5 separate regions of the Sus scrofa genome follow, and all the other regions are linked to region 4. Evidence: chromatin contacts called from public HiChIP or PLAC-seq data. All regions are on one chromosome and are shown on one strand. The core of a region is the stretch at or near the end of the contact, and the rest is flanking DNA. Distances in the headings are between cores, read along the strand shown. Region 1 overlaps ATP2B4 (plasma membrane calcium-transporting ATPase 4). Region 2 overlaps ZC3H11A (zinc finger CCCH domain-containing protein 11A). Region 3 overlaps ATP2B4 (plasma membrane calcium-transporting ATPase 4). Region 4 has its middle 20 kb from the start of FMOD. Region 5 overlaps ATP2B4 (plasma membrane calcium-transporting ATPase 4).

Region 1 (5,164 bases), core at 1,573-4,072, 340 kb after region 4:
TAAGTGTTCCCGACCTAAGATGCAAGCATCTTACAAAAATAAACTCACAGACAGACTTATAGTTAGCAAAGGGCATGGTAGGGTAGAGGGAGAGATAAATCAGGAGTTTGGGATTAACATATACACAGTATGATATATAAAACAGGTAAGCAAGGATCTGCTATATAGCACAGGGAACAATACTTAATAGCTTAGAGTAACCTACAAAGGAAAGGAATCTGAAAATAGATACATAAGATGCGAGCATCTTTACCTTGCATAATTACTTGAGCAGCTCCTAGGTTTGGGGATCTAAGATTCTTTGGGGAGTAAGTAGCAGGAGGGGAATGAATCTGTTTTAAGACGGCCCAGGAGGAGTCCCCATCGTGGCTCAGTGGTTAACGAATCTGAATACCATAAATGAGGATGTAGGTTCGATCCCTGGCCTCAGTGGGTTAAGGATCTGGTGTTGCGTGAGCTGTGGTGTAGGCCACAGATGCAGCTCGGATCTGGTGTGGTTGTGGCTGTGGCTGTGGTGTAGGTCGGCAGCTATAGCTCTGATTCAACCCCTAGCCTGGGAACCTCCTTATGCCACTGGTTCAGCTCTAAAAAAAAAGACAACCCAAATTTTGATTTGGGTTCATTAACTGCAGGATTTAGGTTAGTATCTCCTGCCTTCTTAAGATCCTAAGGGTAAGCTGAGTCCCTGTTGCCTTTTGAGATCGGTAGCATGTTCTACACATTGGCACTAGTTTAAAGTGTGAGAGACTCATGCCAAAAGAGTATCTTGAAGGAGGGGAAGGGGTGGAGTAGGCAGACCAGCTAGAGCAGCCACACAGTGACAGCGATGGTGGCGTGAGTAGTTGAGGCAAGCCCAGTACCTTCATAAAAGAAATAGGAGTTCCCTTCGTGGCTCAGTGGTTAACGAACCAGGCTAGTATCCATGAGGATGCAGGTTCGATCCCTGGCCTTGCTCAGTGGGTTAAGGATCCAGCATTGCCGTGAGCTGTGGTGCAGGTCGCAGACCGACTCAGATCCCGAGTTGCTATGGCTGTGGCATAGGCTGGCAGCTATAGCTCCAATTTGACCCCTAGCCTGGGAACTTCCATATGCTGCAGGTGCGGCCCTTAAGAAAAAAAAAAGCAAAAGCAAAAAAGGAATAGTACTTGGCAGAGGGGTGGGAAAGGTTTTCACAAAACCTGAGGGAAGCAACATCAACAGCGGGCGGTTGGTAGATGATTGAGAAAGACAGGAGAGTGAAACTGCTCTTTAATGGTCCCTCCTCCGCCTGCACAGAATTCCACCCTGCATCCTGGGAGTGCCCTGTCTAGTTCGAGTTATATGCTTAGGGCTGAATTAGGCCAAACGTGTATGACAGCTACAGGCCTTCTCTTTCCCAGGCCAACCCCGGGCTCTGCGAATTTCCTATCCAGGTCCTCCTTGCCTAGAGCTAGGCTTCTGGCTTAGCTGGCAAAATGCTGCCACACCAGGGCTGGAGAATCTGAAGGCAGGCCATCTGAGCCCAAGACCCCTTCCTGCTTTCTCCCCTTCCACCAAGCCCGGAACCTTGGGGGCTGTCTTCTTTTGGCAGCTCAGCAGAAATTCTCATGAATTTTGTTTTGCTTTCAACCTTCTTCTTGTTGCGTTGACCCGTCAGCTTGGGGTGGGAGCATTCCCCCCTCGGCTGAGGCAGATGTTGCTCCTGCCTGCCGTGGAAGTGGGGCTTTCGCTCTTTTTATTTAGCTCCGAGGTGTGAGCACTGGGGAGTGTGACACTGGCGGGGAGCGTGTGCATGCAGCATGGGAGAAGGTGGCCGAGCAGAGGGTGAGGAAGGCACTTTGGGGAGCTTTCTCTTCTCTCTGCCAGAGTCGGAGTGTTCAAAAAAAGGCATTCACCAGATAGGAGTTCCTATCGTGGCACAGCGGAAATGAATCCGACTAGGAACCATGAGGTTGCGGGTTCGATCCCTGGCCTCGCTCAGTGGGTTAAGGATCCGGTGTTGCCATCAGCTGTGGTGTAGGCCACAGATGCGGCTCAGATCTGGCATTGCTGTGACTGTGGTGCAGGCCGGTGGCTACAGCTCCGATTCGACCCCTAGCCTGGGAACCTCCATATGCCACAAGTACGGTCCTAAAGAGACAAAAGACAAAAAAAAAAAAAAAAAAAAAAAGGCGTGCAGCAGATAAACAGACACATTCCCTCAGGAGGCTGCCCACCTCGGCAGGGCTTTGGGACTGAGAGTGAGGAAGGGTGTTCTTTTCTATGTCTGTCATCCTCTGGCTGTGACCTTCAGGTGACTGCGTTTTCTCTAGGGGCTGGAAAGCCAGCAGGTAGAAAGCTATGAGTGTATTCAGTTAGAAGTAGGAAAGCTGTCCGCATCCCCAAGGAGTGCAGTGGGTTAGCAGCAGGAGCTGGCGGAAGTCCATCCGTCCCTGGGTTGATCTTAAGCCACTCTTCCCCTTTGCCCCTAACCCGGGGTTTTTAAGATAGGACTTGAGATGGATTCTCCTGTCTGTTCTTCTCGTGTACCAATAGGAGTGCCTTCAAACCTCTCCCTTGTGCTATCTGTGTGGGAGAAGATTCTGCTGTTCCTTTGGCAAGGTATCATAACTCACACAGCTGGGAAGTCCCTCATAATGTCTAACCTAGCTCCACCCTTTCTGGGCCCAGGCTGGCTCTGATAAGGGGTGCCTCTGGCGCCAGTCCTTGGCCTCCTAGGGAAGCTGGCCCTGGCCCTTCCCTGCTGGACCCAGGCCACTGAGGGCCTTTCCTCCTAAGCCCTGGGTCCCTGCACAGGCTTACTGCAGACACAGATTTTCCATTGCTGCCTCTTCCATCTCCAGCCAGCCGGGGCAGGGGCTGTGTGACTCCCCAGCGTGGGGTGGGGGTGATGACTTCACAGCCTGACATTCTTGTCACCTCTCCCAGCTCATGTGTTCAGTCTGGCTCTTAGGGCCAGAAATCCTCCCAGTTTGGGTGGGGCTTTCTTGCTTATGTTCTTGGGGATAAAGTCTCCTCTCATTTTCTTGATGTATTTCTAGGGAAAATCCTTTTCCCATATTTCCAGCATTCTCTCTCTGCCAAGTCTCCCTTCCCCTCTTCAGGAAGCTGGGTATTGTAAAGCAACTGCAGAGACGAGGGACCAAAACCCCCTCCTGGGCAGGACAAGTATTTATGTGAAATCACAACTGCTGAGATCAAGGCCTGAAAGCCTCTCAGGGGCAGGAAAAGTTGGAATGGAAAGCCCAAAATTGGGGATTGGCCGAGCTCCCAGTCCCACATGGCTTTCCTGTGCCATGCCACATGTCAGAGAGGATTCCCAAGGCCACCATGCCAACAGCCCCAAACTGTGCCTCCCTGCCGCAAGGCAGGCTGGGAACTTGGGGCAGCCACTTGCCTTCTTAAGGTAGCTGTTGTAAGAGCTTAGCATGACTTAAGGTGGAGCAGAAAGAGGAGAGAAAATGGCAAAAAGGAAGTAAATGTGTGACTTAGAGGGCATCTAGTTGAGAGCCTTTTTTTTTTTCCCCATAATGTATCTTGTTTCATTGGCTTGAGTCCAAAAAAGGCCAGTAAGGAAACTTTTTATTTTTTCATTTTTTTTTATTTTATTTTATTTTTTATCTTTTTAAGGCTTTACCTGCAGCAGATGGAGGTTCCCAGGCTAAGGGTCGAATCAGAGCTGAAGCTGCAAGCCTATGCCACAGGCACAGCAACGCCAGATGCGAGCCATGTCTGAGAACTACACCACAGCTCATGGCAATGCCGGATCCTTAACCCACTGAGTGAGGCCAGGAACCGAACCTGTGTCCTCATGGATGCTAGTCAGATTCGTTTCCGCTGAGCCATCATGGGAACTCCTGAACCTTTCATTGAATACAAAATTCGTAAGTTGGATGCTGATAGACCTGGTGTCACCATCCCTGAGGACAGGAGAAAGACAGAACTAATTCACCCCAATTGTAAATAAAGAGTGGGAACAGGATGATTTGCCTAAGAGGTGCCAAGAAAAGTGGCATGTGGACCTGCCCTGAGATGAATAAAGAAGGGTGACCAACCATCCCTGGTCGCTTGGGATGGAGGGGGTGTCCCAGGAGGCAGGAGCTTCAGTGCTAAAATCTGGAGAGTCCCAGGCAAAGCAAGACAAGTTGGCACACTAGAATGAAGCCCTGGCTGAGTGCAGCTGCCTCCACATCCCCAGCCCCCTCTGCGTGGAAGCTGACATCCAGCTGCTTCCTGTGGAGCAGTATAGACTGTGCCACATACTTCCTTGAGTAGTTACAAAACCTCTCCAGGCCTTGGTTTGCTTAGCTGTGAAATGGGGTTAGTAGCAGCTCCCACACAGGACTTTGCAGTGTTTCAGTAAGATGCCTGGTGGAGCGTCTGGCACACTTATAATAGCATAAGTGGTAACCATCTTATTTATTGCTTATTCGTTCAGTTCATTCAACAAATTTGTATGTGTACTGTGGGACAGGCACTGCTCTAGACTTCAGGAACAAAGACAAAAATCCTGCCCTGGTGGAGGGGGACAGGCAAACGTAGGATAAATGGATCATATAATCTATTAGGGAAGAAGACCCGTGGAGGGAAACAGTTGAGCAGGATAAGGGGATCGAATGTGCCAGAGCAGAGAAGTCCGCCTTGAATCCGATGGTCAGGGTGGGCCTCACTAGGAAGGTGGCATTTGTACAAAGATCTGAAGGAGGGGAGAGCCATGAGCCCTGCCTAGTGAGGAGGAATCTGAGAAAAGAAACCACGTGGCAGGGCCCCTGAAATAGAAGTGTGTCTAGTGTGTGAGAGAGACTGGCAAGAAGGCTCGCTTGCTGGGATCCCAGTGAACAAGGGGAAAATGGTATGAGTTAAGGGGTGGGGGACTGGGGGCTCATAAAGGGCCTTGTAGGCCATCATGAGGTCTCCCGGACCCAGTTTCACTCCAAGTAAAAGCCACCAGAGGATTCTGAGTAGAGGAGTGTCATGGCTTGGCTTGAAAGAGATCATTCTGGGAGTTCCCATCGTGGCGCAGCAGAAACGAATCTGACTAGGAACCATGAGGTTGCAGGTTTGATCCCTGGCCTCGCTCAGTGGGTTAAGGATCTGGTGTTGCTGTGAGCTGTGGTGTAGGTCGCAGATGTGGCTTGGATCTGATGTTGCTGTGGCTGTTGTGTAGGCAGGCAGCTATAGCTCC
Region 2 (5,148 bases), core at 1,826-4,325, 480 kb after region 4:
ACTAGGAACCATGAGGTTGCGGGTTCGGTCCCTGCCCTTGCTCAGTGGGTTACGGATCCGGTGTTGCCATGAGCTGTGGTGTAGGTTGCAGACGCGGCTCGGATCCCTCGTTGCTGTGGCTCTGGTGTAGGCTGGCGGCTACAGCTCCGATTCGACCACTAGCCTGGGAACCTTCATATGCCACGGCAGCAGCCCAAGAAATAGCAAAAAAAAAAAAAAAAAAAAAAGAAACAATTACTCTGTAACTTTTGGTATTTATTCCTTCTCATTACTAGATAGTATTGTATCACGTCAATATACTAGAGTGTATTTATCCATTTTAAATGTGTTCATGTACATTTGGGTGGTTTCTGTTGTGGAGCTGTTGTAAGTAGTGTTGCTTTGAACATTCTTTAACACATCTAATGTGTAATTAGAACTAATGTATGTATTTCTTTTGGATTATATCTTGTCATCTAGCAGATCATTCTAGATGTGCAGGTATTCTTGTTTTTCTTGTTCCCCTTTTTAAGAGCTTGGGAAGGACAGAGATACTATCATGTGTTAAGCCTTTGAGAAGTCACAAATGGGAAGGATTTTCTTCCTTAACTCTTGAACTCTCAGCTTCAAATCATAACTGCAGTTTACTGAGTCTCATCTATTTGCTCAGTGCTTCATATGCATTTCATTTACTTTTCTTAAGAAACAAATTAAATAGCTATTGTTACTCCCATTTTAGCTGAGGAAGTGAGGCCAGGAGGCATTAAATCATTTGTCTAACATCACATGGCCACTAATTAGCATGATAGAGATTAAAACCCTGTTATCTTTGATTCTATAATCTTAACTATTATATTGCCCTGCTTTTCTAAATTAAGTGTAGGCATTTAGGGGTTCATGGATGAGGGCAAAGATGAAAGAAAAGGAGTTCCCATCGTGGCTCAGTGGTTAAGGAATCCAACTAGGAACAAACAGGTTGCAGGTTTGATCCCTGGTCTTGCTCAGTGGGATAAGGATCCGGCGATGCCGTGAGTTGTGGTGTAGGTTGCAGATGTAGCTCGGATCCCGAGTTTCTGTGACCGGTGTGGGCCGGTGGCTACAGCTCTGATTAGACCCCTAGCCTGGGAACCTCCATGTGCCTTGGGTTCGGCCCTAGAAAAGACAAAAAAAAAGAAAGAATAGCAAACCCTGCTCCTTTAATCTCTGCGTCATGCAAGAGGATGTCACTTTAAGCATCTTGCTTCCTACTACTCAGAATCATCTCATGCCACAGGTTTTTCAATTCTATATGAACTTTGTCCAGAAAAAGTGTTTTTTTAAATTTGAAAACAGTGTGTTTTTCCTCTTACAGAAAAAACGCAGTGAGATTCCTTGTTATTGGGAAAATCAGCCGATGGGATGTCAGAAGCTAAACTGTGCTTTCCATCACAACAGAGGGCGTTACGTCGATGGCCTTTTCCTACCTCCAAGCAAAAGTGAGATTAGTTTTTAATTGAATTTTAATAACACTTAGTATGCACACAGTACAAAATACTTCATAGATGTAGCCTTCTTTTAGTCTTGTGAGACAGTAGCATTATTTCCACTTCACAGATAAGGGAATTGAACTTTATTAAGGTTAAATGTCTTGTACACAATCATAAGCCAACAAATAGGAGAGTCACAGTTAAAACTTTGTTGCCAAAAGTCATGCTGTCTCACAAGTGTTTCTTGGCAAGACAGTTTAGATTACAACAGCATACCTCATTTCCTGTTTTCTTGTCAGACCCATACAGATTTAAAAAAAATTTTTTTTTTTTTTTTTGATTCTCCAGGCCAGGGTTTGGCAAATCTGATCTTCCACTTGTTCTATGAAATAAAGTTTTGTTGTAATGAAGCCATGCCCATTTGTTTATGTATTTTCTATGGTCAGATTTTCTGCTACTATTGCAAAGTTGAGTAGTTGAGACAGAGTTCTACAAGGCCTAAAATATTTACTATATACTTTTTTACAAAAAAATATTTACTAGCCCTTCCCTGCGGTGTAATCTAAAACATAACTCACTTTCTACCAGAAGCTCGTATTTATTTCTAAAGTTCCTTTTGAAGTAATTTCCTAGTGGAACGATGGGTCGTTTAAAAGCTGTGTTTGCTTTATGATTAAAATTCCATAGTTGTATATTTTCATCTATCATTAAGAAAAAAAAGTAGGTTCACAAAACCTTTTTGGTTTGGTTCAAAAGTGTTAGCAGAGTTCCCGCCATGGCTCAGCAGTTAACAAATCTGACTAGAATCCACGAAAGCAGGTTCCATCCCTGGCCTCTCTCAGTGGGTTAAGGATCTGGCATTGCTGTGAGCTGTGGTGTAGGTTGCAGATGAGGCTCAAATCCTGTATTGCTGTGGCTGTGGTGTAGTTCAGCAGCTATAGCTCTGATTCCATCCCTAATCTGGGAACCTCCATATGCCATAGGTGTGGCCCTAAAAAGCAAAAAAAAAAAAAAGTATTACCTACTATCTCTTTTAAAAGCTCTTCTTGATCAGAAAGCCTAGAATTTCAATATTAAATGTTTAGAATTTGTGAATAGTTACTATGCATCTAGCTTCCTGTTTATTCTCTATATTGAATGCCGACTTTGTATGTGTTTACATATAGTGAATGGTTGTTAGCCAGGAAAGCCACATTTTCAAAGCTCCCTGGAAGTTTAGAACCTAATTGGGAAAATGTGGAAATTTGAAAGTAAATTTTTAATTAAAAGATACAAATTAAAATAAAAAGACAATGCTCCTAAGGAAAATCCCCAAACCTATCATAGGTGGTCAGGGATTTTTGATGAATTGGGACTGTATCTTCTTGTATGTTCTACTGTTTTTTTGTTTTGTTTTGTTTGCTTTTTCACAGCCATAGCCACAGCACATGGAAGTTCCCAGGCTAGGGGTCAGATCGGAGCTACAACCGCTAGCCGATACCACACCCACAGCAACAGGGGATCCAAGTCATGTCTGCCCCCTACACCACAGCTCACGACAAAGCTGGATCCTTAACCCACTGAGTGAGGCCAGAGGTCAGACCTGCCTCCTCATGGATCCCAGCTGGGTTTGTTAGCCACTGAGCCATGAAGGGAACTCCTGTGTCTTCTACTTTTAATTTATGACTGTCTTTGTATGTGTAGCTGTGTTGCCCACTGTGCCTGAGTCACCAGAAGAGGAAGTGAAAGCTAGCCAGCTCACAGTTCAACAGAACAAATTGTCTGTCCAGTCTAATCCCTCTCCTCAGCTGCGAAGTGTTATGAAAGTAGAAAGTTCAGAAAATGTTCCTAGCCCTACACATCCGCCAGTGGTAATCAATGCTGCAGATGATGATGAAGATGATGATGGTAAGTTTTAGTTCTTTCTTTAAAGGAAGTAAATGATCAGGGTAACTTACTGATTTAGACAGAATTCAACTTGAAGATCTAGGCCTATTCTTAATTGAAAATTTGCCTTAAATTTTGATAATGTAGATCAGTTTTCTGAGGAAGGTGATGAAACCAAAACACCTACCCTGCAGCCAACTCCTGAAGTTCATAACGGATTACGAGTGGCTTCTGCTCGAAAACCTGGGGTCAATTTAAAACAAGGTAAGAAATGGCTATATTGATGCTAGTTCCTGCTCATAAATCCTACAGTGCTGTTGAATGTGTGTAAATACCTGTTTTTTAAATACCTCTGAACTTTAGTTCATAATTACCACCCCCTTCCTCTTCCCTGCTCCCATTATACTCACACACCTACTTACACATACTTTCTCTTATTCATTCAGAAAACATTTGCATGCCAGCCATGTACAGATAAAATGCAAAGGTGAAATGGTGCTAGTTCCTCACACAGTTGCTGTTTGCATTTCTAGGTGAATGTTTGAATTTCGGAATAAAAACTCTTGAGGAAATTAAATCAAAGAAAATGAAGGAGAAATCCAAGAAGCAAGGTGGTGAGTTATCAGGAGTTTTGACCTGGAGGGTTGAATGTTGTTAGAGAACAAGGATACTTCTGATAATAAGGACACTTGGCACCAACCAAAATGAGCAAACAGTTTTTGATTTTTGTAGTTTATAAATTAAACTCGGATTTATTTTAATGATGGTTGCTTTTTTAATTCATTACAGCTGTGTTTCAGTCCCTAAATATTCTAGACATTTAGAATAAACTGAAAGAACTTATTTTGAGAAATAACTCTAAAGAACAGCATATAAACTGTTATTAAAAATAGAAAAGTTTATTTTATGGTAGGTGAGCTCTTCCTTAAGAACAGCTAGGCTTTTCTTCTGGTGCTTGCCTTAGCTTAATCTGTATTTCTGACCTTAAAAGTTACAGATAAAGTGTAAAATGTAGTATTTTAGAGATAATCAGATGATTGGGTCTAAGTACCTTCTTGCTGAAGCTTGTTCTTTAGGAACCTTGGAGTTGTGTTTTCCAGATGATTAATTATAGATAGAGAAGATTGAATTGATACGCCTAATGTAGCTCTTGTGCTTCTGAGGTTACCTTTAGAATAATGTTAGCCTTATTAGTATATAAAAGTAGATTGAATGCCTAAGTCAGTCAAAACAGTTTCATGTTTTATATTCACTTTGTGCCAAGGGCAGGTAAGAAATAAGATTATCTCCCCTTCCCCTGCCCCATTTCCCTGTAGGCAGACAAAATGAAGACGGATTGGCTTTTGTAGTCCAGTGGTCCGTATTGGACTTATCTGGTCACAGAGACGAAATTTCTTGATTTGTGAAAGCTTTACTTTCCATAAATTACTTACTCTTCTTTGACTTGATTTATTCAGAAGGTTCTTCAGGAGTTTCCAGTCTTTTACTCCAGCCACAGCCTGTTCCAGGTCCTGAAAAAGAGAATGTCCGGACTGTGGTGAGGACAGTAACTCTGTCCAACAAACAAGGTGAGGTATAGGTAGGTCGTAAGTGTTGTCAGCCTACTGCTTTTAAATGACTGGGAGGAGCAGAATCCTTGCATGTATTTTGCTCTTAATGGATTTGCGGGGAAACTTCAATATGTTGACTGGATAGGATGAAAACTTAGTGCATTTGACTCTGCTATTTCAAAGGTTGAAATTCTTAACCAGGCAGCTCTCACATTTATGTATTCTGTTTACTTTTTACATTTACTGTTTATTTGAATCCAGCAAATTTATTGACTGCCCATTGAAGG
Region 3 (5,202 bases), core at 1,632-4,131, 310 kb after region 4:
AACTGGAGCTACAGCTGCCAGCCTACACCACAGCCACAGCAACAAGATCTGAACCTGCACCATGGCTCACAGCAACGCCAGATCTCTGACCCACTGAGCGAGGCCAAGGATTGAACCTGCATCCTCATGGTTACTAGTCAGATTCATTTCTTTTTTTTTTTTTTTGGTCTTTCTGCCATTTCTTGGGCCTGCACTGTGTTTTTAAAGAAAAGAAAGTTTAAAAAAAATCCTCAGGAATAGATTGGGCGGGGGATGGACAGAGAGAAAGGAGTTAGGAAGAACAAGAGGCTGTCACTATCTGGAAGAGAATTAGCAAATGTAGGTCTGGGGACAAAGACAGGATCTAGTGTATATGATGGAGAGTGTTCCTGTGCTTTTGGTAGGCAACTCAACACTCCTCTTCAGTTGGGATGCTTTGGAATGACCCTGAGATGCCAGCCTCTTAGAGGCTGCACCAACCAGCACTTATAAATCCGAGAGTGACAGAGTTTTGGTGACCTCCATGACAGATATAGGCTTATCCAAAGAATGTTGGCACATATTGAATGCAGGCTCAAGGGCTGGGACATGAAGTCTTGGGCTCATCCATGAGCTGGTATCACCTGTGTGACTCTGAGGAAGCCTTCCACTACTCTGTCCCTTGGACCACAGGCAGGGTTCACCCTTATACCTGCTTCTTCCCTAGGGAGTTTCCACCCCTGTATCTTTCTCCCTCCTAGGCTGTCTTAGGGAGATAGGTGAGAAAAATGAAGGGAGATGCTTTGGTTTCCATTATGAAGACAGAGGAATCTTCATTATTATCCTAGTTACTCCAGAATCTCCTGCCATAACACAGGAAGATCACAGACTGGGTGTTATTGTTGCACATGTCACTCAACTGCTGAACTTCATTCAACCTTTCATTCTCCTTAAAATATCAGGTAATATAATTCTGAGTACCTTACAGGGCATAATGGATGTGAAAGTACTTTGTACAACACAGAACACCTACAAATATAGATTATTAATTTTTTTTAATATTTTTGGTTGGTTGGTTTTCTTCTTTTTTTTTTTTGGTCTTTTCTAGGACCACACCCACGGCATATGGAGGTTCCCAGGCTAGGGGTCGAATTGGAGCTACAGCTGCTGGCCACAGCCACAGCCACAGCAACGCTAGATCTGAGTTGTGCCTGCGACCTACACCACAGCTCACGGCAACGCCTGGATCCTTAACCCACTGATCGAGGCCAGGGATTGAACCCGAAACCTCATGGTTACTAGTCGGGTTCGTTCACCACTGAGCCACAATGGGAACTCCATAAATATATAGATTATGACTTACAAAGCCCTTCTTCCTGACTCCTCTGAGGTTTGGAAGGCCCTTTCTCCAGCTCATCTAAAATCTGAGCCCTCTTTCTTGGGTAGGGTGAGTTCTCACCATGCTGTAGATGGAGGGTGAGTCCCAGAAAGTGAGTGACTTTCTCAAAGTGGGTGAAAGGGTTGGGGCTCTCGCAGCATTAAAATGAGCCTTTTAACTGAGTTTTCTGCTCTTGACTGTGCTACTGGCTATAGCAGCATGACCTTGAGCAAGACCCTTAACCTCTGAACCTGTTTCCTCATCGGTTATGTGTTTCTAACCATGAGGATTGTTAACAGATAGTCTAGGGGGAGGATGTGGAATCTAAATGGAAGTGTTCAGAGAAGTTAAAAGCACTATACTTGTGCGCAAGGACGCTGTTACAGCTCAGAGGTGTTCCTGAAGATGTTGAGATGAGCCGGTGTTTGATCAGACTAAAAAGTCCTAGAATCAATCCTATTCTGTCAGAATGGTAGGGGCAGTAATTCAACCCCCTTAATTTTACACACCAGAAAAATTAAGTCGCAGGAATCCACATGGTCTCCACTTGTACCCTGACCAGGTCACACTCTCTACTCCAGAGCTCAGGTCGATGGGGTGCCCTCCAATTTACTTCTCCCTCATCCCAGTGCTGCTGAGTGAGGACTAATGACATGGTTGGCTCTGTTTATACTGTAATGTCCTGTGCCAAAGCCTCTCAGATTTGCCACGACCTTCTGTGAGGGGTCTTTCATGCTATCCTCTCAGAATCACCCCAGTTTTTGCCATGCCTCCGACATCATGCATCCACTGATAATCCGCATTCGTGAAGTGGGCGCGCTGGGCACAGTAGGGAGCTAGCTCGGCCCTGCGCCCATCCGCCCATCGGTGGAGACTCAGGACAGCGCTCTACGAGGAAACCTGTGTGGAGCGGCCGGCTGTGAGTTGCAGCCACAGAGATGAGCTCTCGGAGTGTGTAGGGAGGGCAGGTGAAGGGCGGGGTGACAGCTGGAAGGGCTCCCGAGGCCTCCCAAGGCTGAAGGGTGGAGATTCCTTCCCGGGGTGTGGCGCGGGGAGGACGAGGGTCCTGGGGGAGGACTGGGGACTGCCGGGCCTGCCGGCGCGGTGAGTCACTGCCCATTCTGAGCAATCGCGGGCTGTGGGGTGGAGCCGCCCGCCTTCTCCCAGGCTTTCGTGCGGAGCCAGACTTAGAAAGGCCAAGGCTTTTGCCGCCCCAGCTCTTCCCGGCCGGGGCCGGGACTGGGACGCGCTGGGAGCCGAGCTGTGCCGACACGTCGGAACCCGGCCGGCCCGGGGCGAGGGCGAGGGTGCGGAGCCGGGCAGCCAGGCGAGCGGAAGGGGAGGCCACGGTGCGCGGCCCAGCTGCCACCCCCGGGCTCCGCCCGCCTGCTCACCGAGCAGAGGCCCGCGCGGCATTGGGAGGGGGCTGGGCAGCTGGTCGCCCGCCTCCTGAGCCCACTGCCTGGAGCTCCCTGTCAGGGCGCGGTTGGTGGCAACGAGTGGATCCAGGAAGTCTCAGCGGGAAGGGGTTGGGGTTCTCCTCGACCTGTTTTACTTTGGATCCAAAAGGAGACTGGCGCTTGGGCCCGTGCCCCATTTGCTGAGAGCCTCCCTCCATGGTGAAATGAAATGCTTCTCCCCACCCAAAGCCTGGGACTCATCCCAGCATCTTCTCCCTCCCACCTTCCTTCTGTGCCCCTCCTGCCTTCTGGCTCTCTGGTCTCCAGAAGAACAATGCAGATCAACCCCCCTGCCCTGCTTCCCTTTACTTTCACTTCTCCCCGCCCTCTCACCCCCCAGATCAGACCCTCTAAGGTATTTGATATATTAGCATTTAATATGGTCAAATGCACGTATTGACTAGGTTGTAACATGACAATTTTAGACCATGAAATTGACAACAGAAGTTCTCATCTAAAAGAGAGTCTTGCTAACTTTTGGTAGTTCCATGACTGTCTTTGATCATGAGAATTGAAAAAATGTTGCTGGCAGAAATAGTAGAAACCTATTTTTCTCTTCTTTCATCCCTAGCACTCTCTTTTTCTTGCTTTGATTTCTCAGGTGCACAAAAAAAGGATAGTTCATGGTACATTTTCTTCACTGGTTTATGAAGAAACCTCTCTTTTGCTGCTAATTTATATAGCTTATTTATGTATTTTAATAACCTGTTCAAGACTCCTGAACTCACCACCCAATCAAAAAATGAGATCTACCGTATTTTGCATTCATCTCTAAGCCTTTTCTATCCTATCCCCCACCTCTTCACCCAACCCAACCACTATCTGGTTACGACTGTTTTGATAAACATATGTATGCCTAAACAAATATATTATTTAATCTTACTTTATAGTCTTTATTAAATTATTAAAAATTTATACTGTGTACAGTCTTCTAGACTTGCTTGTTTTCTTTCAATATTATAACACTAAGATTTGTCCCTGTTGAGTATAGCTGTAGTTCATTCATTTTCACTGTTATATTCTATTAGTGAAGCTATCACCCCTTTTCGCCATAATGAACAGTACTGCCACAAACTTTCCTATTCATGTTTCCTGTGCAAGTCTCTCTTAGGTGTAGATCTCAGAAGCGAATTGCTAGATCTTGGTATGGGAATATTCAGTTTTACAAAATAATTACAGATTGTTTCTTGATATGTTTTTAATGGTTTTGCCCCTACCAGCAAAGTGTATGAGATGCTGTTGGTCCATGTCCTCTCAAGTACCTGGTATCATCAGACTTTAAAACTTTTGCCAACTGAATGCTATAAATAGTATCTTGTAGTGGTCTTGATTTGCATTTCTCTGATTACCAATGAAGTTGAACAGCAGAAATAATACTTCACAGATGAGATTCAAAAATTGCAGACATTGGAGTCAATTGGATATAGAAAAATTTTAAATATATTTAATATATTAAAAGAAATAGGAGGGTATTGAAAGAATGGTGCAGGGACAGGAAACTCGACTGACCAAGAAGATATCCAAAGAGAAATTCTAAAAATGAAAAAAGAAAAAAAATAAAGGGAATTAAAATTTTCATGATTAGGTTAAAATAATAGTTTATAGCTAAAGATAAAATCAGGAGTTGTAAGATATTTCTGAGGAATCTATATAGACAACGGAAGGTGGAGGAGGTAAAGATGGAAAAAGTTATTGAGGCATAGAAAGTAGAGCAGAGATGGACAAATTTTCTATAAAGGGCCAGATAGTAAATATTGCAGGCTTTGTGGCCCAGATGGTCTTTGTCATAACTACTTGACTCTGATGTTAGAACATGAAAGCAGCCACAAACCATATATAAATGAATGGATATGTCTGTGTGCCCATAAAACTGTATTTACAAAAACAGGCAGCAGGCCAGATTTGGCCCAGGTTATGTAGTTTGCCCACCTTGGGAAGAGACTAAAAAAATACAGTTAATTAATGCTCCAGAAGGAGATAATAGAAAAGGAGTACAACAGTGTTTAAAAAAGCAGTAGCCAGGAATTGATAAAGTATAATCATTATATTTGTGAGGCCTAATGAATTCCAAGGGAGATAAATAAAATTCGCCATTAGACATACAATAATGAAACTACAAATCATCAGAGATAAATAATTTTAAAGTAACCCCAAAGATAAACATTCAAGGAAATGACAATTAAGACTGGCAACAGACTTCTCAACCTCAACAATAAAAGCCAGAAGATAGTGGAATAATACTTCAATGTGCTGAAGCAGATACCTACTAACAGAATTCTGTCATCAGTGAAAATTTTCTGAGAATGAGGGCAAAATAAGGTCCTTTGTAGACAAACCAAAACAGATTTCTACCAGAAGGCTTTCCACAAAAGCAATTTCTAAGGGAAATAGTTTAAGAAGAAAAGT
Region 4 (4,888 bases), core at 1,371-3,870:
GCTCCCTGGCAGTCCCCCTGCCACCAAACCCCATTCAGTCTTTGGGCTGGCTTTAAGGAGCTGATGGGCTCTGGAGGGATGGAGGCCATTCTCCTTTATGACTGGCAGACGGATGAAAGGAGGCTTGCAACTGGTATGGGGCAACTGTTGCCATCTGTCTGGTTGGACGTCACCAGGGATGGTCTCTCCCATTCACTCCTTCACGCACCGCTGGGCTCAGGCCTTTTGTTTGGTTGGCTGGGGTAGGGGGCTGCTGTAGGGCAGTTGGAGGGAGGCAGCGGGTGAGAGAAGCAGCTTCTTTGTGTCTGGACCAAACTTTCAGTGATTCACTAGGGTAATTTGCATGAGGAAGCTGCCCAAGTCCCAAAACACCCAAGTGATTGACAATCACCAGCCCTCTCCCCATTTCACACCCCCTGCACCTCCCACTTTGGCCAAACAGCTCCCCAGGGTTAGAGGGAGTGGCCCTGGCTCCTCTGCAGGGCTGAGGAGCAGGAAAAGCTGCTCTGGTCCTCTCTATCCATCCTCTGTCCCCATCCTTTTCCCAGTTTGAGGTGAGTCTGGTGTCTTCCTCCCTCCCCACCCCCATCAGTCCCTTATAGCTATTTTTCTTTTTGTTTGGTTTCTGTATACTAGGCCAGGCAGGCGGAGGGGCCAAAGCCGGAGGAAAGGCCCATTAGCCACCCAGCAGCTGAGCAGGGGGAAAAAAAAGGAACTGAATAAAGGCAGTGGGGTTGGCAGCCCTCCAGCCCAGCTCCTGATCTTTGAATAAAACCCCAGGTCAGGGGCTGGGATCAGTGTGTGGGAGGCTTTGGGGCATTTAATTATTTAAAGGTCTCCATAAAAGGAGCTAAAACCCTGGGGAAGGGGGAGGATAGGCAGATGGTGTGCCCAGGTTGCTGGGAACCGGGTGCAGGGTGGGTGAGAGAAGCAGGGAGGACTGAGCTAGAGGTCAGGGCTCAGATAGTAAGAGAATGGGGGATGGGAAGTGAAATAGAGCTGGCCCTCAGACCCAAGCAGGCCCTGCAGATAGACTTTCCCGCCACCAACTAGGGGCAGGATCTCTCTTTCCTGTACTCCTGCCCCCGCCACTCCCCAACTTCAAAATTCCTATCTGCCCTAAGACAGATCCTTTTTGGAAACACATGACAAAACTGTTAAGTATAGGGGATCTCCTCCTCATCTCTCTTCTGCCACTTAGGAATGCTCCAGAGTGGGTCAACGGTGACCTGAACCGGGCAGAAGGATAGGAAGATTTTCTCTGGCTTCTTTCTTTCTTTCTTTGGTAAAACTCCTATAAAATAAAACTGACCATTTTATCTAGTTTCACTTTTCAAGGTGAGACATACGTGAGTCTGTGGAAATACAGAGAAAGCAATTAATTGGAGGTCCTGCCCTTGCGGGCACATGCTGCTTCCAAAGGCCACCCAGTATAGACTTTTTCTCTGACAGTATTGCCGGGAAGCTACATCTTGAAGACCAAGGTCAGAGAGGGTCCCTAGGTAGAAACATACTACCTAGGTTCAATCTGAATTCAGCTCTGCCATGTACTAGCTCTGTGACCACAGGGATGTGATTTAACTTCTCAATGCCTCAGTTTTCTCATCTTTAAGATGAGGATAAAAAGTTGTTAGCAGAGTGCCCCTTGGGGCGCAATGGTAACAAACCCAGCTAGTATCTATGAGGCCACAGGTTCGATCCCCGACCCCCTTCAGTGGGTTAAGGATTGCGGCATTGCCAGGAGGTATGGTGTAGGTTGCAGATGCGGATCGGATCTGGCAATCTGTGGCTGTGGCTGTGGCCAGCAACTTCAGCTCTGATGCCATCCCTAGCCTGGGAACTTCCATATGCCACAGGTGTGCCCCCCCCAAAAAAATTTTCCCTCTCAGTATTGTTGAGGGGATTAATCGATACACGTGAAGCACTTAGAAGAATGGCTCTCAGTAAGCACACAATAATGTTATTAAATATTACTGTCATTACCATTACCAGATTAGGAGGCTACACAATGGAAACTGAGAGAAACAGGAAATTTGGGAAATGCGTTAGAAGCCAAAGGGGAATTTGGCAAGGGTGTAGATTTGCCTACCCTTTCCCCCACTTGTAATGAGTCATGGTTGGAAATGTGGTCTTTGCTGTTCGTAAATCGTGGTCCTGTTCAGGTACCCCTCCTGTGCTACCTGCACCCCTCTTCCACCTTCACTATGCTGAGCTGCCAACAGCTCCAGGTCCTCAGGCCCTGACGACCCTCTGGTCCAGACCAAAGCTTTGTGGCAGTTTGGGCGCAAACTGTTTTACTGATGAGATGACCAATTCAAATGGTTAGAGGACCTGAGATTTGACTCTTCTGCATCCTGGGGCTCCCCTCACTCTCATTAGCCCCTCCCAGGCCACACGGTCACGCGCTATGAGGTGGTCACTTGGTCACTTGTGACGCACACACTGCAATTCAGCACCTCTATTAGCCTGTCTTCACTTCTCAGTCTGGTCGGTCTCTACGTGTGAGGTGGGCTTTTTTTTTTTTTTTTGCACCTTCCAGCAAGGCAGTTTTCCCATCCTCAAAACATCTGACGGGCAACGGCGTCACTTTTCAACCGAGGCGGTTCGGCGTGGGCTGCCGGGACTCAGACGTACCCAGCCAGGGTGGGGCCCCGGGGCGGCTGCGGGAGTGAGGGCAGGCAGGTGTCTGGCTCCCTCTCTCCCGGATGTGGGCTGAGGGGAGGAGCCCCCGTCCCTCAATCCCTACAGAGCTGCAAGCAACCAAACACGATCGCGAGTCTGTTTTCCCAGTTTGGCAACAGGTTTGGGGCAGAAGCTTTAGCCTCCTCCCCCCTCTGGGAAACCCAACCTCAGCAACAAGCTGCTGATTGGCTGGCTGGCGGTGCAGCGTGGGCCAATCAAAGCCCTCTCTGCAGCTCGAGATTTGGCAGAGAGGAGTTTAAGGGGGCGGGGCGGGGCGTGGGGGCGGTGCTAGGTGGTTTCCTAGCGGAGGTGCTCCCCTCCCCTGGCCGGGGATAAGCTGGCCTTTCCAATGGGAGGAGCAGGCGCGGGAGGGGCTGAGGCACAGCGGCCACTGTGCTGGGAGACCCTCTCGACTGCCCCCTGCTGCCAGTTATTTCGGGTCCCTAAAACTTAAGTCTTTCCCCTATTTCTGTGGCTCCCCTCACAGTCTGATTGCAGGGTTGGTGCAGTCGTTCTTGAGCAATTCCAGAGGTTCTGAGTTTGAACAATTATGTTCCTAAGTTCGTTATTTGGCCCTCTTCATTTTCTTCCTATATATCTGTGTGTGCTCACGCCCTCCTGTGGCCGTGTCACCCACTCTCCAAAACCAAATCAAGTTTTATTACGCTGGACCAATTAGCACCAGCTTCCTGGACTTAGTATGCATTTCGAAGGGCATAGATTGTGAGCTATGTAAAAGAAAGTATTTTGAATAACCTTGGTCCCCCACCTCAATGCACACACAAAAAAACATACAGATTCAAAAAAAAAAATCCATAGTAGTATCAACATTAGGACTCTAGAGAAGATGAATAGGGTACCATTCTACCTCTGCCACTTTCTGGCTATAAGACCTTGAGCAGATACTTAAGCTTCCTGAATGTCAGTTTCTACCTATGAAAAATGCTAATGATAATAGCCTCCACCTCCTAGCATTATTATGACAAAATGCCTGGCACAGAATGCCTAATAAATGATATTATTTTAGCTATTAATCATAAAGGAATCACTATCCCTTTCCCACATTTAATCTCAGCCCTCCGTTTTGGGTTTAGGTGCTAGGGATAGCAACTAGATTCTAGGGACATTAAAAATTATTATAAGTAAACCAATTTAAGATAAAAATTTACATAGCCTCAGGAGTTCCCTGGTGGCTTAGTGGCTAAGGATTTGGCATTGTCACTTCTGTGGCTTGGGTCACTGCTGTGGTGCAGGTTCCACCCCTGTCTGGTAACTTCCCCATGGTATATAAGTAAATAAATAAATAAATAGTACTTCCTTCTATGGGAAAAGAATCCAAAAAAGAATGGATATATAGTATGTACAACTGATTCACTTTACTGTACACCTGAAACTAACACAACATTGTAAATCAACTATACTCCAATAAAATTAAAAAAAAAAAAAAAAAAAACTTAGCCTCCAGCCTTCGTGTGGGTACTGCTTCTAGCCCATAGATTTTACTGAGAGAGATCAATTGGAAGGATAGGATTCCTTTTTTCCTCAAAGATTTTTCTTCAAAAATCCTCTCTCTTAAAAATTTTAGAACAGCACCCTCTGAGAATTTACAATAATCCAGTTTTAATAGGATTTTTCATTTTGTTTTGTTTTGTATTTTTAGGGCTGCACACGTGGCATATGGAGGTTCCCAGGCTAGGGGTCGAATCGTAGCTGTAGCTGCTGGCCCACACCACAGCCACAGCAACATGGAATCCGAGCCACCACAGCCACAGTGATGTGGTATCCGAGCCATGTCTGCAACCTACACCACAGCTCATGGCAACGCCAGATACTTTAATGCACTGAGCAAGGCCAGGGATCGAAACAGCATCCTCATGGATGCTAGTCAGATTTGTTTCCACTGAGCCACGATGGGAACTACTCATTTTAATAGAATTTAACATTCACCTTTTTTTCATGGACAGATGGAGGGGCCTACCTGATCCCTCTCTATATCTCCCTTAACACCGAAATGTGATTGTAAATTTCTCCCAAACTCCACCACTGAAGTCCTTTGTTTTCAGTGCTCATAGACCCCTGGTGGCCAACCTGCCATGGTCTATCACCTCTTTCAGCCCTATTGATGTCAAAAGGGCCTTTGTTGATGTTTTGCATTGTTAAGAACAAAAGCAATGATATGTCTGGGGCATCTCAGTGGTGCCAGATT
Region 5 (5,256 bases), core at 163-2,662, 360 kb after region 4:
AGAGAGAAAGAAAGACATGTTAGTTCTATGTTCCCTTTTCCTTTCATTCTCAACGATTTTTTTTTTTTTGTCTTTTTAAGGCTGCACTCGCAGCATATGGAAGTTCCCAGGCCAGGGGTCGAGTTGGAGCTGAGGCTACCAGCCTATGCCAAAGCCACAGCCATGCTGGATCCAAGCCACATCTGCAGCCTACACCACAGCTCACAGCAATGCCTGATCCTTAACCCCTGAGTAAGGCCAGGGATCAAACCTGCATCTTCATGGATACTAATTGGGTTCTTAACCCGCTCAGCCACAACGGGTACTCCCATTCTCAATTCTGATCACAAGAAGTTGCAGAACTTAATCAAAGTGGCTAGACTATCCATGGGTCACTCAAAGTTGACATACATGGATATAGGGACAGTAGCTGAAAACCAGGGCCTTAGCTTGGCTTTAGCCACCTCCTTTCAGTCCACACATTCTTGTGGAGAACACCCTTCACATGGAGCACTCTAGATCCTGGGGATGGAGAAAGTCTCTCTACTTAGAGAAGCTCAAACGAGCAGGTGATCCACAATTGACTCTTGGTATTTCATTCACATAGGGGTAGGGACAGATGTCATGGAAAAATCACATGCTCTACCAGGAGTTCCCGTCATGGCTCAGTGGTTAACGGATCCGACTAGGAACCATGAGGTTGCAGGTTCAATCCCTGGCCTTGCTCAGGGGGTTAATGATCCCGTGTTGCAGTGGCTGCGGTGTAGGTCAGCAGCTATAGCTCCGATTAGACCCCTAGCCTGGGAACCTCCATATGCCTCAGGTGCGGCCCTAGAAAAGACAAAAAGAAAAAGAAAAAAAGGAAAAATCACATGCTTTACCCCCCTAACCTTATTACCTACCCGCCACCCCACCTTGGAAAAGGGACTCAGCTTTGGGTGATGGATAGAGATTTATGGCACCGAAGAATGTCTTTAGGAGCTGTGCAGAGTGGCCAGAATGTCTGTTAGTGACTGTGGAGGTGTGCCGAGTGGGAAGGGGGCTGCTGCTTTCTGACTGTGTGCCTCCCCAGGTGTAATCGAATCCTGGACAAGAAAGGGGAAGCAGTGCCATTCAAGAGTAAGGACCGAGATGAGATGGTACGCACTGTCATTGAGCCCATGGCCTGTGAGGGACTTCGGACCATCTGCTTAGCTTACCGGGATTTCAATGACGTAGAGCCCCTGTGGGACAACGAGAGCGAAATCCTCACTGAGCTGACCTGTATCGCAGTGGTGGGCATTGAGGACCCCGTGCGCCCAGAGGTGAGGCTTTGGCTTGGAAAAGGGGCTAGGAAACATAAATGGAAGTCTTCCAGGGGCCCCAGCCATTGCGCAGGCCCAGTATGACCTCATGAGAAGCCACCCGGGAGTCATGGGAACTGGGGCACTTGTTGTCTTCCCAGCTGTGACCTAAATAACTTAGGCAAGTTACCTAACTGCTTCTCATGTGCAGGGATAGATGTTTCTGTGCGTCCTGCTTCACGGAACTGCTGTGGCGTTCTAGCACTGAATTGGTAGGAAGTGGCATTCCTCTGCTTCACTTTGTCAGAGGAGTGAGTAGCATAGGTTTTACTGGGCTTATTGTTTAGTACTTAAGAATAGTCAGGAGTAGAATTAACTGGGACACCAGCTTTGTTTCTAGCCATCTTCTTTCAGTCAGTGCATTCTTGTCAGGCACCCCTAACAAAGCTGGACACTCCTCTCAATATTAGGGCATTGAAAAAGTCTCTGCTTCTGAGAAGTTCAGGCCAGTGGACTAGCGGTCGTCAAGACCCAGAGGCATGAGAGGGTGTTGTGCATTTGGGAAACTTAAAAAAATTGATGTGGTTGGAGGACTTGTAGGGGGACGGAAGAGGATAAAAACCTCTGCTAGCAAGGAAGGCAGTGGCAAAATCTCAAAAGTCCAGACATGCCCTGCTAAGAAACTGAGATTGTAAGTGGGAGAGTAAGCTTTTACACCTGGCTCCTGAAGCAAGTCTCTCCTTCAATTCATGGCACAGTAAGGTGAATTCAAATGTGAGTGTTGTGGGCCGGACAGAAGCAAGGTGGCACCAAGCAATATCAAAATGACCAGGAGTTCCCGTCGTAGCTCAGTGGTTAATGAATCTGACTAGGAACCATGAGGGTTTGGGTTCGATCCCTGGCCTCGCTCCGTGGGTTAAGGATCTGGTGTTGCTGTGAGCTGTGGTGTAGGTCACAGACATGGCTCAGATCTGGCGTTGCTGTGGCTCTGGCATAGGTCCAATTAGACCCCTAGCCTGGGAACCTCCATATGCTTCGGGTGCAGCCCTAGAAAAGACAAAAATACAAAAAAAAAAAAAAAAAAAAAAAAAAAAGACCAGACTTAGGAGTTCCCCAGTGGCCTCATAGTTAAGGATTCAGTGTTGTCATTGCTGTGGCTTGGGTTCAGTCCCTGCGCAGGGAATTTCTGCATGCCATGGATGCAACAACAAAAAAATGACCACAGTTCCACTTCCAGAGTGCCTCTCTCCTGTCCACAATGAAAGCACAGCTGTCCGGGCCTTACCATCTCCTTCTTTCCTCTTGCCTCACTCTCCACAGGTACCGGAAGCTATTGCCAAATGCAAACGAGCTGGCATTACTGTCAGAATGGTGACAGGGGACAACATCAACACAGCCCGAGCCATTGCCACCAAATGTGGCATCGTAACACCTGGGGATGACTTTCTGTGCCTAGAAGGCAAAGAATTCAATCGACTCATCCGTAATGAGAAGGGCGAGGTGGGTGTTGGGTGGGAGGAATCAGGGCCACGTTTGCTAAGGGGGTGGGGGCTTGGGTGCTGGTTCTTGTGTAAGGCATCTGGGAGACAAGGGAGAAAGTGGGTGGTTTTTAAACTAAAGTCTATTCATAGTGAAATATACCTTTTACCAAAGCTGCTCAGACTGTAAAGTGGGGGGGGGATCTTTCTTCTTGTCATCTTCATTCATAAGCTATCTTTTAAGACAATGCCGCTAACTTTTCACATCTTCCCATCTTTTTCAGTCCTAGGATGATTTTGTCCTGATTTTCCTCTACCTCACCCTTCCTGTGTCACCGTCCTGTGACTGACAGTGGCACAGGTTGGTAGGAGGTCATGGTCTGGGTGTGGAGCAGGCCAGAGCTTCCTGCTCTGTGTAAAAATCAAACCTAAGACCTCAGAAGCACTGCTTTAGCCACCTGAGCCAACAGCTCACCCTGGCCCACCTCAGAAATAGGGAATTGGCTCCCAGGTAGGGAATTGGGAGGAAAAGGAAGACAAGCAGGGCCTGAATGGCCACCACCAATGAATCCAGCCTTGGCGACTGAGTTGGTTGCTTCATCTCCACTGGAGGAATGCAGATCTCCCAGAAGCTCTACATCTGTGCAGTAAGATTGTCCTGCATGGCTATTCTGAGCGAGACTGTCCCCTATGTGCTCTGATGTTGGCAGGTGGAGCAAGAAAAGCTGGACAAGATCTGGCCTAAGCTCCGGGTGCTGGCGCGATCCTCTCCCACTGACAAGCACACGCTGGTGAAAGGTGAGGCCGGTTCCTGAGTAGGTTCCCCCGGGGTAGAGGAAGGCAGGCCAGGGCAAGTGCATTTAAGGACCATCAGCCAAAGCAACTCTCCCATCCCGAATAGGAAAGTCCTAAGAGAGCCTCCCGGCTCATGGGGAGGATATACAGTTTAGCAAACCTCTGAGCCCCTGGTGAGTATAAGATATATAATCAAGTTGTTTTTCATCATTACCGTATCTTGTTTGCCAATAGTACTGTGCATTAGGCAGGACAGGTTAAGCTATTCCCATTTTGCAAAGAAGGAAATTTGAGGCTGCGAAAACACATGCCATACCCAAATTGCCCAACTGATAAGTGGAAGTGGCACCATTCAACCCCCAGGTCTCTGCCTTCAAATCATCCAGTGCTTTTTTCCACTGCTCATAGCTGCCTTAGAACATCGGACAGGATATCTGACAAGGTCGGGCTTTCTTAGCTTAGTGCACCACCCGTGAAATAATTTACTGCCATGGGGTGACACTGCAGAACCTCCAGCATGGGGAAAAAAAGGAGAGAGAGTAGGAAGGGAGGTGTTGGCAGCATCAGAGAGAAAGACCAAAAAAGCGCTTCTCATGGGGAAATGGCCTCAGATGGCCCCTGTGGACTCGCTGTGGTGTGTCTGTTTTTCCCAGGCATCATTGACAGTACTGTCGGGGAACAGCGACAGGTGGTGGCTGTCACTGGTGATGGCACTAATGATGGGCCGGCTCTGAAGAAAGCAGATGTTGGTTTTGCCATGGTAAGCAGCTCAGCGTAGTCTCTCTCTTACTGCAGGCTGCCTCCTCCAGCGGGAAGCCAGGACAGGCATCTGGTTGCCTGCTGCTTCCTATATGTTCACATCCCACCTTGTGCTCTTTTCTTTAACCTACCTGATCAATAATCATATGCATAATGAGGGACCCATCAAGTGTGGAGGCAAGGAGGAGTTCCCATTGCAGCGCGTTGGAAACAAATCCAACTAGGAACCATGAGGTTTCAGGTTCAAACTCTGGCCTCACTCAGTTAAAGATCCAGTGTCTCGGTGGCTGCAGTGTAGGCTGGCAGCTGTAGCTCCCATTCGACCCCTAGCCTGGGAACCTCCATAAGCTGTAGGTACGGCCCTAAAAAGCAAAATCAAAAACAAACAAAAAAATATATATAGAGAGAGAGGTAAGGAAGTCATAAGATACCATACCCAGGAAAGCAAACCCAACTGAGACTTGCCTGTGAACAAACATGGTGATATTACCTGCCTAGGCCCACTGCAGAAAATTCATGTTCCCCATGGGAAATGTCATCAGCACTATTCATTACTCTGCTTTTTCACTGGTGAGACCAGAAGCATTGGAGTCACTTGGATAGTTCGTTTAAAATCACGTAATTCCAAGGTTCCACAGTCGGCTATCTTGATTCAGCAACATCGGGGCTGGGTCCCAGAAATGTTTGGGTTTTCAGAACAGGTGCATTTGTTGATTCTGATGCTTAGGGACATTTAGAAGCCCCTAGATTGCCAAGAACATCCTCGAACTCAAGTAGCTTTTGATTGTAATTTTCCTATATATATATATGATTTTTAAGTAGTGGAGGAGATTTAAGCAGGAAATCTTTAGGGTGCTCTCTTTAACAACAGCAAAAAAGTTTTTATTCTAGGAAATTTCAAGAATATACAAAAGTAGGAGTTCTGTTGTGGCTCAGTGGTAACAAACCCAAATAGTATCCAG

What was found. HiChIP or PLAC-seq counts read pairs in DNA pulled down with a chosen protein or histone mark.
Region 1: a contact with region 4 is called in an H3K27ac HiChIP or PLAC-seq map of skeletal muscle. The contact joins two enhancer-like sites. A contact is called at or near these places in 18 of 47 Hi-C or Micro-C datasets (adipose tissue, alveolar macrophages, blood and 13 more) and 2 of 2 datasets of contacts at active chromatin or transcription factors (alveolar macrophages and skeletal muscle).
Region 2: a contact with region 4 is called in an H3K27ac HiChIP or PLAC-seq map of alveolar macrophages. The contact joins two enhancer-like sites. A contact is called at or near these places in 1 of 47 Hi-C or Micro-C datasets (embryonic fibroblasts) and 1 of 2 datasets of contacts at active chromatin or transcription factors (alveolar macrophages).
Region 3: a contact with region 4 is called in an H3K27ac HiChIP or PLAC-seq map of skeletal muscle. The contact joins two enhancer-like sites. A contact is called at or near these places in 2 of 47 Hi-C or Micro-C datasets (mesenteric adipose tissue and skeletal muscle) and 1 of 2 datasets of contacts at active chromatin or transcription factors (skeletal muscle).
Region 5: an H3K27ac HiChIP or PLAC-seq map of skeletal muscle shows a contact between it and region 4, with 3 times the contacts expected there. The contact joins two enhancer-like sites. A contact is called at or near these places in 26 of 47 Hi-C or Micro-C datasets (adipose tissue, alveolar macrophages, blood and 17 more) and 2 of 2 datasets of contacts at active chromatin or transcription factors (alveolar macrophages and skeletal muscle).

What each region holds. Positions count from the first base shown.
Region 1 is chr9:64,394,074-64,399,237 of Sscrofa11.1, forward strand. The region is part of intron 2 of ATP2B4 (plasma membrane calcium-transporting ATPase 4); the gene reads left to right. Among named protein-coding and RNA genes, the nearest start is that of ATP2B4, 60 kb to the left of the region's middle. Within about 2 kb of position 2,823, at least 34 of the 83 cell types and tissues checked have an H3K27ac peak or open chromatin away from gene starts, as enhancers often do. A contact at or near this core is called in adipose tissue, embryonic fibroblasts, fetal liver and 4 more, where this site is marked.
Region 2 is chr9:64,533,721-64,538,868 of Sscrofa11.1, forward strand. It overlaps ZC3H11A (zinc finger CCCH domain-containing protein 11A), which reads left to right. Exons shown (of 19, transcript XM_005656653.2): 6 at 1,331-1,454; 7 at 3,129-3,332; 8 at 3,459-3,575; 9 at 3,845-3,925; 10 at 4,769-4,879. Among named protein-coding and RNA genes, the nearest start is that of ZC3H11A, 17 kb to the left of the region's middle. Within about 2 kb of position 3,076, at least 16 of the 83 cell types and tissues checked have an H3K27ac peak or open chromatin away from gene starts, as enhancers often do. A contact at or near this core is called in alveolar macrophages, where this site is marked.
Region 3 is chr9:64,356,625-64,361,826 of Sscrofa11.1, forward strand. All of the region lies in intron 1 of ATP2B4 (plasma membrane calcium-transporting ATPase 4), which reads left to right. Among named protein-coding and RNA genes, the nearest start is that of ATP2B4, 23 kb to the left of the region's middle. Within about 2 kb of position 2,882, at least 70 of the 83 cell types and tissues checked have an H3K27ac peak or open chromatin away from gene starts, as enhancers often do. A contact at or near this core is called in mesenteric adipose tissue and skeletal muscle, where this site is marked.
Region 4 is chr9:64,051,736-64,056,623 of Sscrofa11.1, forward strand. No RefSeq gene overlaps it. Among named protein-coding and RNA genes, the nearest start is that of FMOD, 20 kb to the right of the region's middle. Within about 2 kb of position 2,621, at least 57 of the 83 cell types and tissues checked have an H3K27ac peak or open chromatin away from gene starts, as enhancers often do. A contact at or near this core is called in adipose tissue, alveolar macrophages, embryonic fibroblasts and 5 more, where this site is marked.
Region 5 is chr9:64,414,014-64,419,269 of Sscrofa11.1, forward strand. ATP2B4 (plasma membrane calcium-transporting ATPase 4) reads left to right here. Exons shown (of 21, transcript XM_021063194.1): 12 at 1,052-1,283; 13 at 2,583-2,762; 14 at 3,451-3,538; 15 at 4,189-4,295. Among named protein-coding and RNA genes, the nearest start is that of LAX1, 44 kb to the right of the region's middle. Within about 2 kb of position 1,413, at least 1 of the 83 cell types and tissues checked has an H3K27ac peak or open chromatin away from gene starts, as enhancers often do. A contact at or near this core is called in skeletal muscle, where this site is marked.